2 separate regions of the Triticum aestivum genome follow, and region 1 is linked to region 2. Evidence: chromatin contacts called from public Hi-C data. All regions are on one chromosome and are shown on one strand. Each heading gives the region's core, a stretch centred on a gene start, on an enhancer-like site or on the middle of the called end of the contact. The rest is flanking DNA. Distances are from core to core; before and after follow the strand shown. Region 1 holds the start of LOC123097953 (SH3 domain-containing protein 2). Region 2 holds the start of LOC123097952 (LRR receptor-like serine/threonine-protein kinase FEI 1).

Region 1 (4,243 bases), core at 751-3,250, 320 kb after region 2:
CATGTGATGCTGTTATTTTATAGCCTGTAAGCTCTTTGTGGTAGCCTACATGTAACACGCATCATCCAGCTACTGCTAAGATCAGTGACCAGACTAGTGCTAAAGTTTTGCATGAGCTCTTGGATTCCATGCTTCATCATTAGAACAAAATGTACAAAATTTAGTGCTAAAGTTCATGATTACTTAGGAGCTCTAGTGATCAGCTACTGCTAAGGGAGACAACGAGCAGCGATTGGCGGCATCGCCCTCCTCGTCGACCTTCCGTGCAGCAGCTTCTCACCTGACAGTGGCGGCGCAAGGGAGGAGCGGGCATACAGCTGCGCTCATCACGTGTGGCGGCGATCGTCACATACGGCGGAGCTATATTGGGATCGTTTGCAGGGAGGCAAGGTCATGTGGTTGTGAGCAGTTAATTTTCCTGTTCCTTCTGGATTATTGGAGGCATTGAATCGATCGGGTGAGAGAACCCAAAGCTGAGAATATTAGCCTAGTCGGAAATTACCAAGCTATCCTCAAGCTGAGCTTTTAGGCGAACCATATCAATCGTTGGATTAACTTAATACTACACCTAAAACTCAGTAGTACAATGTACCGTAAGTAATCTCTTATCTATCACAGGTAACAAACCGAAGGAAGGCATACTTTAGCTGCTCTTGTGGTATTATAAAGCTTCTGGAGATTCTGGTGGCACTCAAGTTCAGCTTCATCAACAAGCGAAGTGTCTTGATTATGGCGTGCGCTGAACGTCTTGCGAACCGCCTGCAACGTAAATGTAACTCTCTCAAGAGTGGAACAGGCAAAGAAGCATGGCATATGATGCTCGAACCATTCATTCTATTGGACCAAGTAAAATTAGGCTCAGCTGCCGAATAAGTGGGTATCCACAGTCAAACGTACAAGAAATGAGTAGGTCCAGATTAGTGTCAGAAACCTAAAGAATAGATATGCAACTCACTCCCTCCCTTCCAATGGCTGCTGTTCTGTTCTGTTCTCCCAATACAGTGGTCACTACCCATAACCTCAAAAATTCTCAAACTAACTCTGTGTGGAATTGAGTGGCGGAGCAATTGCCGGGGGAAGAACCCTATTTCTACTTCCGGGCGAAATTCCGGCGACCCGGTGATCAGCGGGAGGCTGAATTTGTGGAATTTGGGAAGGGAACCCGTACCTGTTGCTGCTTGGCGACGTGCTCCCGCAGCTTGCTGGCCTGCTTCTTGAGCGCCTCCATCCGCGCCGACCGATAGGATCGATCAAAAGCGAACGGCGCCTCTCCGGCGGTAGATAGGAATTGGGGGAATAATAGGAGAGCGGCTGGGGAAAGCGGAGCGACCCGCTGGTAGCACTCTCCTGCTACACGACGCGAAGCGAAGCGCTAGAAGGGGCCGGCGGCGGAGCGCAGTAGCGCGGCGCCGGTACAGCGGTAGGAGGGAGCAGCAGTAGAGCAACCGCCCCTCGCCTCTCCGCGGTTTGTTGGGTTGCTGTGGTGGCGGTGACGATGGTGGTGGTGGTGGTGGTGGTGGGGTTGGTGCGGAAGCGGAAGCGGGAGGCAGTAGCTGCTGCCGTGGTCGCTCTGGCGGTAAGGTAAGTAGCTGCCTGGCAACCGCAACCGAGGCGGCGGCGGCGGCGGGCACGGAGCGCGCCGGCCGACGACGGTGACGGCTGCCGACCAAACTGTAGAGCGAACCGCTAAGCTGGACCGTAGAAATGGCCAAATGAGAGTGTTCCGGTTTCCAGAGAAAGCGAGAACGCTGGGCGTGTGACGGAATTGATCCGGACCGTCGAGCCGAGCCGAGCCGCGCGTTAGTCCCACGCCATTGCGACCCGCTGGTAGCACTCTCCTGCTACACGACGCGAAGCGAAGCGCTAGAAGGGGCCGGCGGCGGAGCGCAGTAGCGCGGCGCCGGTACAGCGGTAGGAGGGAGCAGCAGTAGAGCAACCGCCCCTCGCCTCTCCGCGGTTTGTTGGGTTGCTGTGGTGGCGGTGACGATGATGGTGGTGGTGGTGGTGGTGGACTTGGTGCCGCACGTCTCGCCGAACACCCCCGCGAACGAGTCGAGTTCGAACGAGTTGAAGTTGGCTTAGCTCAACTCATATAAAAATTCGAGCGAGCTCAAACCGAGTGAAGCTCAAAGCCGAGCTGTAAAACATGACTCGTGCTCAGCTTATAACGATCTCGAGTTGATCTCAAGTTAGTTTCGAGCAAAATGAGAATCATAAATCTATGATGAATATCCCAACTAGAAAAGGGTCAACACGACATGAGAAAGCACTAAAAATTTATTACTCCAATCAAGATGATGATAATCTAAATTTCTTCAAAGTATTTTGACGTATTCTCTCATAACCGAAAGTTTAGTACCCAAATAATATAATGATTCGCGATAGACATATAATTGGGAAAAAATTATTGGCCCAAGACCTAAATATTTTTTGAAAGAAATAAGGCCTAAATCTTCTTTGCACTTAATTAAACTTTCATATTTGTTCGTAAAGAAACTAGAGAAAATCATGGACAAGGGCAACATATATGGTAATAAATTATCTTATTTCCAATTAATATATGGCATGATCATTCAACATAATGATATCATGTCGAGGCGTCGATCTATCGCGCTAAAATCGAGCAAGCTAGTATTGACTCGAGACCGGCTCGTTTCTTAGTCGAGTTACATAAAATGTCCAAACTTAGCTCGTTTATTTTCGAGTCAAGCTAAAATTCGAGTCGATTTTGAGCGGCTCGCGAGTCTCGAGCTTTTCTTGCAGCCATCTCACCGCGGCCCGCAGCTTATCTAATCTGCATCGGACAAAATCTTTGTATTTTGTTCTACTCGCCGGCCATCGTGCTCGTTTTTTGTTTAAGACGCCGGCCATTCCGCTGACGACACCACCAGGGATGAGATGGTGCTGGTGGCCGGCTTTTGACTGCTGCCAGGTGCCAGCCAAGCGCTCTTGTGCTCGGTCGCTCTCGCGTCGGCGTAGGCGCGTGGCTCTGCGAGGTCAAGCCTACCCCGTCATCTAATCTCATCTCACCAGTAAAATATTTGTGACCGTCGTGTCATCTCAACCGAGTGCTTCCTGAGGTAAGCTCTCAGAGTTGCTTAACTCGCCACGTTGCAACCCATCCCGGTCATGACAGACTCAGCAAAGCACTGGCCAAACAGAAAAATGATATGCTCAACTGTAAACAACGCGGCCCAGCAAAGTGTCGCCCTCAGCTGAGCTGGTTCAGATTGGCACCTGCGTGTGACCTGCATCCATCATCACAGCAAGCCAGGGGCAACCAAATGAAACTAGCATTAGAAGCACCAACCAGATAAGGGCAAGGGGAGGAAAGACCCCTGCCGGTGACATGCCAGCACATTTCTATCATGATGACTCGCATCTGCGTCGTCTTAATGGCGGTTCATACTACCTGATTAATGTCCAAATTCTGGCAATGTAAGAAATAACAATGTCAAGCTACACACAAAAGCGGTTTCACGGTCACCGGACATAAACCACATCAACACATCAACACATGAATGATGCAAGACTGCAGATAAATGTTGTCTGTCATAGACGACACCAAAGTTTTCACTTCACTCTTTGCGATTCGCCGAGAGCCCAAGACAAGCTTCCTTTCTCCAACAAGTTGGAAGATAAATCATGGAGGGAGGCCACCACAGGTCCGGCCATATTTTTCGCAACAGGAATACTTCACTTGTTCCCATCCTCAACACTTTGATTTTCAGCCGCACCTTTAGGTTTTTCTTCTCGAAACTTAATACGGTTCCTCTTTGCACTTCTGAGATTTTCTACCATCTCATGATCCCTGCAAAGATTTTGCACCTGTCACAAACTCTGAAAGTAGAACAGACAGAGGACACAGAGAATGACAAAAGGACGACGGCAAAAGCTACCTGCAATAGAACACAGTCCCACCCGCAGTCTCCCATATCCTCTGTATTTCACCTTCACCGCCATAGATTTTCCTACAATACAAGCACAAAGGGTCAACAAAACAAGATACATCAAAGCAGACAATATCAACACGAGCTATCCGGTACATAAATCACACCTTGGCAAGCACTTCCGATGAAATGCTTTGGGGCAGCGCCTGCATAGCACCAAGTCCATTTCCCACGTTCCCCTTCCCTTTGATTTTCCTCTTGTTTTATTACCCTCCGACGTTGCATGTTTTTTCCTGCACGTTTCTTTTCCCTTTGTTTTTCCTGTTGTTTTGTTACCCTTTGATGTTGCATGT
Region 2 (3,685 bases), core at 708-3,207:
CTACACAGAGGACTCACAATGTCTCGAGCTCAACCAGATCACCAAATTCCGAAGGGATATATCCACTTATATAATTTCCTTGTAGATATCTGCAAGTCATTTCACAACAGACGAAAAAAGAGCCTGATTTCACAGAAGAAATAAAAGCAAAAATTACATGCTAGAAGTTCTCTGGCACAGATACAAGAAGCTTGTGACCAAAACAGTAAATGACTGGCTATCCTCATGATCATTAATTATCAGTTGCAGCATCCAACATCCATTCGATGGAAGAAAAAAACATATGTAGCAATCAGAATTACTATAAAACTTACAGTTGTTGCAACTTGGTACAATTTCCTAGCTCGGGAGGGAGTGAACCATACAAACTGTTCCCCTGTAGTGATCTAATGACATAAAATCACATTTATATCAAAGACCAAGTTCTTTAATATACAAGGCGGGAAGTAGTTAAGAAATGCAAAAAGGAGAAGGTGAACACACTTACAAAGTCTGAAGCTGATTTAGCCTTCCAACTTCTGGTGGTATGGGCCCGACTAACTTGTGATATGGGAGAATCCTAAATGGAAGGCAGTGAGTGACCTTATGGCAATGCAACACAAAATACTGAATATGAATTGAAACTAGGAAATGATGTCCACAATATGAACACCAAATAACTGAAGGAAAACAGTGAGTGGATAGGTTAAGAAGTTGAGCAAATGACACCAAGCAGAGTTAATATACAGAGTGGTTTCTTGTTTCTTACAGATAAATCACTCTCTTGCTGTGACCATCGCATTTAACACCCTTCCAGTTGCAGGGATCCGCGTCTTGTTCGTGCCAATTTAGAAAGATCCCATCTGAATTTGTGATTGCCTTCTTAAAGGCGAGAAGTGCTTCACCTGTATGAAATAGTTCGTGCAAGATCAGTATTGGATAAGCAGGAAAAACAAATCAAATGGTCCGTGAGCAGCCACAACCATCATCACATACCATCTGAACTTAGCGCTCTTGCTGCACGGGCCCCAAAGTGCAGGATGATCAGAATAAAGAGGAAACTGGGCTGATTTCTGAGAAAATAGCCCATTTGTCACCACCTGGTGGAGCATACAAGGGTGACTAGAGCATATTCCAGAGGTCATGAATGAGGAAATACGGTATGCATCTTTACAATCGGAGAGAACCCAACCAACCAACCCTGCAATGGTGAAAAGCAAAACAAATCAACAATCATATAGGAGTAGTAACAAACTAAAGACGCGCTCAGAGAAATCTTAAGCCTTGAACGGCGGAGAAAAAATAGCAGATCAAATGCGGTATTTTTCGAGATAACGGCGTCCGGGGCTTTCGCACGAAATTGGCGGCCATGATATGGGAGCTAACTTTTTTTCGAGATGGTATGGGAACTAACTGAAGCAACATTTTCAGCCTTTTTATGCAAAAAATAATCCTTTCAGGCTAACTGAACTAGTTGCCTTCAAGCATCTGATTTCGAGATTCCCCAAATCCAAGAAAATAAATCTACAGGGCGGAAGCATTAGGCAGGCTCGTTTCTCAAATCGGGAACCAGTAGCGGATCTAGATGGCGTGAGCGGCACGCCCAGAGCAGAAATCCTGGAGCTCGGTGGGGTTTAGCTAAGAGCATCACTGGATGGGAATGAGCCCATACCTCAAACCCTCAGCGGGGCGGAGACAGCAGGAGCGCGATCTTGCGGCGAGGAGGACGGCGGCGACGCTAGGCTGCTACGGCGCGGCGGCGGGCGGTAGAGCCGCGTTGGGTTGGGATTGGTAGGTCGGGACTCGAGGAAGAAGAGGAGCTCGGGGAACAGAGGTACCGACGATTAGCGGTGGGGGAGACGGAGGATGTGAGCTGGGGAGTGGGAAGAAGCGGCACTGGATGTGGTGTGGTGTGGTGTGGTCACTGTGGTGGTGGTGAGCAGAGCTGAGAGCACTGAGCACTGGGCAGAGTGAGGGGGGAGGGTAAATGGGTCCGAGGAGATTAGGCAGACGGTGGCGCCGTGGCGCCGTGGCGGTGGGTGTGGGAGTGGGGCTGGAGCGGGAGCGAGTAGTCGTAGCAGTGAGCGTGAGAGAGTGCGGTTTTGTCCGCGCACGGCGTCAGCGACGGCGGCACACCACACGGGACGAACAGCTAATCGCTCAGTTACCAGATTGCCTTGCATGATATACGGAATTTGTCTGATTAGATTTATTGATTTTATATATTGTTATTAAAGAAAAATCTTGTGCTTAGAGCAAGTTCGTTGTCCGTATTGCTGTTTAGCAGTTATCATTGGGTTAAGGTGTTTGTACTTATACCCCAGAAAATGGGCTTGTATTATGGCACGCAAAGTGACAACGACATCTCTCTCTTCACTTGCACGAGAAAAGCGGCGGATTCTTTGCTGCGGAGAGGGCTCTTTTTTTGAAAAAAATCCAAAACAAACCTTAAACTTGTAGACGAAAGATAAATCGAATCCTGAACTCCCAATCCCTGAAATCAACACACCGAATTCATTGATTCTGGACTATTTTGAACCTTGGGAGCGGTTCGCTGGTATTCGCTGATGTGACAAGTCAACCCCTGGGATCGTTGACTAAGTCATGTGTCCCTCTTCGTTTTGATCGATGCATGGAGAAAATGTTATTGCATTCAACAACATCAAAAATCGCTACAGTACCTCTCAGTTTCAAAAACCATTCAAAGTTTAAAAAATGTGCACTACAGTACCTCCTAGGTTTTCAAAAATAGTTCGACACTTTCAACAAATGTTGGAATTCAAAAAATATTCTTGTTTTAAATAAATGCTCACGAATTTGAAAAAATATTTGCATCTTAAAAATTGTTAGCTACAGTGCCTCCCAGTTTCAAAAAATGCTCAAAGTTCGAAAAATGTTTGTGTTTAAAAATATGTTCACTAGAGTACCTCCTAGGTTTTCAAAATTGTTCGTGTTTCCAAAAAGTTTCAACTTAGAAAAATATTCGTGTTTTAAAGAAATGCTCACAAATTTGGAAAAAAATTGCGTTTTAGAAAGTTGTTCGCTGGAGTACCTCCCAATATTTTTAAAAAATAAAAGTTCGAAAAATGTTTGTGTTTCAAAAAATGTTCGCTGCAATACCACATGGGTTTCTAAAAATTGTTCGTGTTTTCAAAAAATATTCGTATTTTAAAGAAATGCTCGTAAATTCAAAAAAATCTAGTCTATCTAATATCTTTTGTACTGTTTTTGCTACAGCTTTTTAACCGTTTGTCGAAACGAGGGTGTGATACGCCGTTGGAAAGGTATGGACGAGGCGCAACTTCCATATGTACAAATGTTTTTAAGAGTCCTTATGGTTTTGAATTAATTTTGAAAATGATGTGGCGGACGAGGAGTGACAGTGGCCGTTTTTTCGCGAATTTTTACAAATTGCTTGCCGGGATGATTCAAATGATACACCGTTGGAAAGATATCGACGAGACACAACTTTTTCATGTAGAACACTCTCTCTAAATCCTTATGGTTTTAGAGCGATTTTAAAATTACTGAAATGCGGACATTATTTTTTCGCGACACCCAAATCGATGAGTGAACTTCGTCCGACAGAAAACCGCACTGCTTTAGACTGAAAATCGCACTGAAGCAAACCGGCAACTGAACTTCATGGTTTTTTTGTCGGACGTAAATTTTACAAAAACAAGTTTTGTTGTCTTTTTTTCAACAT

Evidence for each region. A called contact is a pair of places that touch in the nucleus more often than the background predicts.
Region 1: a Hi-C map of leaf shows a contact between it and region 2, with 5 times the contacts expected there. The contact joins the promoter of LOC123097953 here to the promoter of LOC123097952 in region 2. A contact is called at or near these places in 4 of 5 Hi-C or Micro-C datasets (leaf and an unstated tissue).

What each region holds. Positions count from the first base shown.
Region 1 is chr4D:365,832,043-365,836,285 of IWGSC CS RefSeq v2.1, forward strand. It overlaps LOC123097953 (SH3 domain-containing protein 2), which reads right to left and starts at 2,001. Exons shown (of 10, transcript XM_044519812.1): 1 at 1,169-2,001; 2 at 643-759. The coding sequence starts at 1,228. It overlaps LOC123097954 (protein ENHANCED DOWNY MILDEW 2), which reads right to left. Exons shown (of 10, transcript XM_044519814.1): 8 at 4,058-4,243; 9 at 3,900-3,971; 10 at 3,279-3,811. The coding sequence ends at 3,697.
Region 2 is chr4D:365,514,264-365,517,948 of IWGSC CS RefSeq v2.1, forward strand. LOC123097952 (LRR receptor-like serine/threonine-protein kinase FEI 1) reads right to left here and starts at 1,958. Exons shown (of 14, transcript XM_044519811.1): 1 at 1,652-1,958; 2 at 976-1,180; 3 at 749-884; 4 at 488-559; 5 at 315-386; 6 at 18-89. The coding sequence starts at 1,069.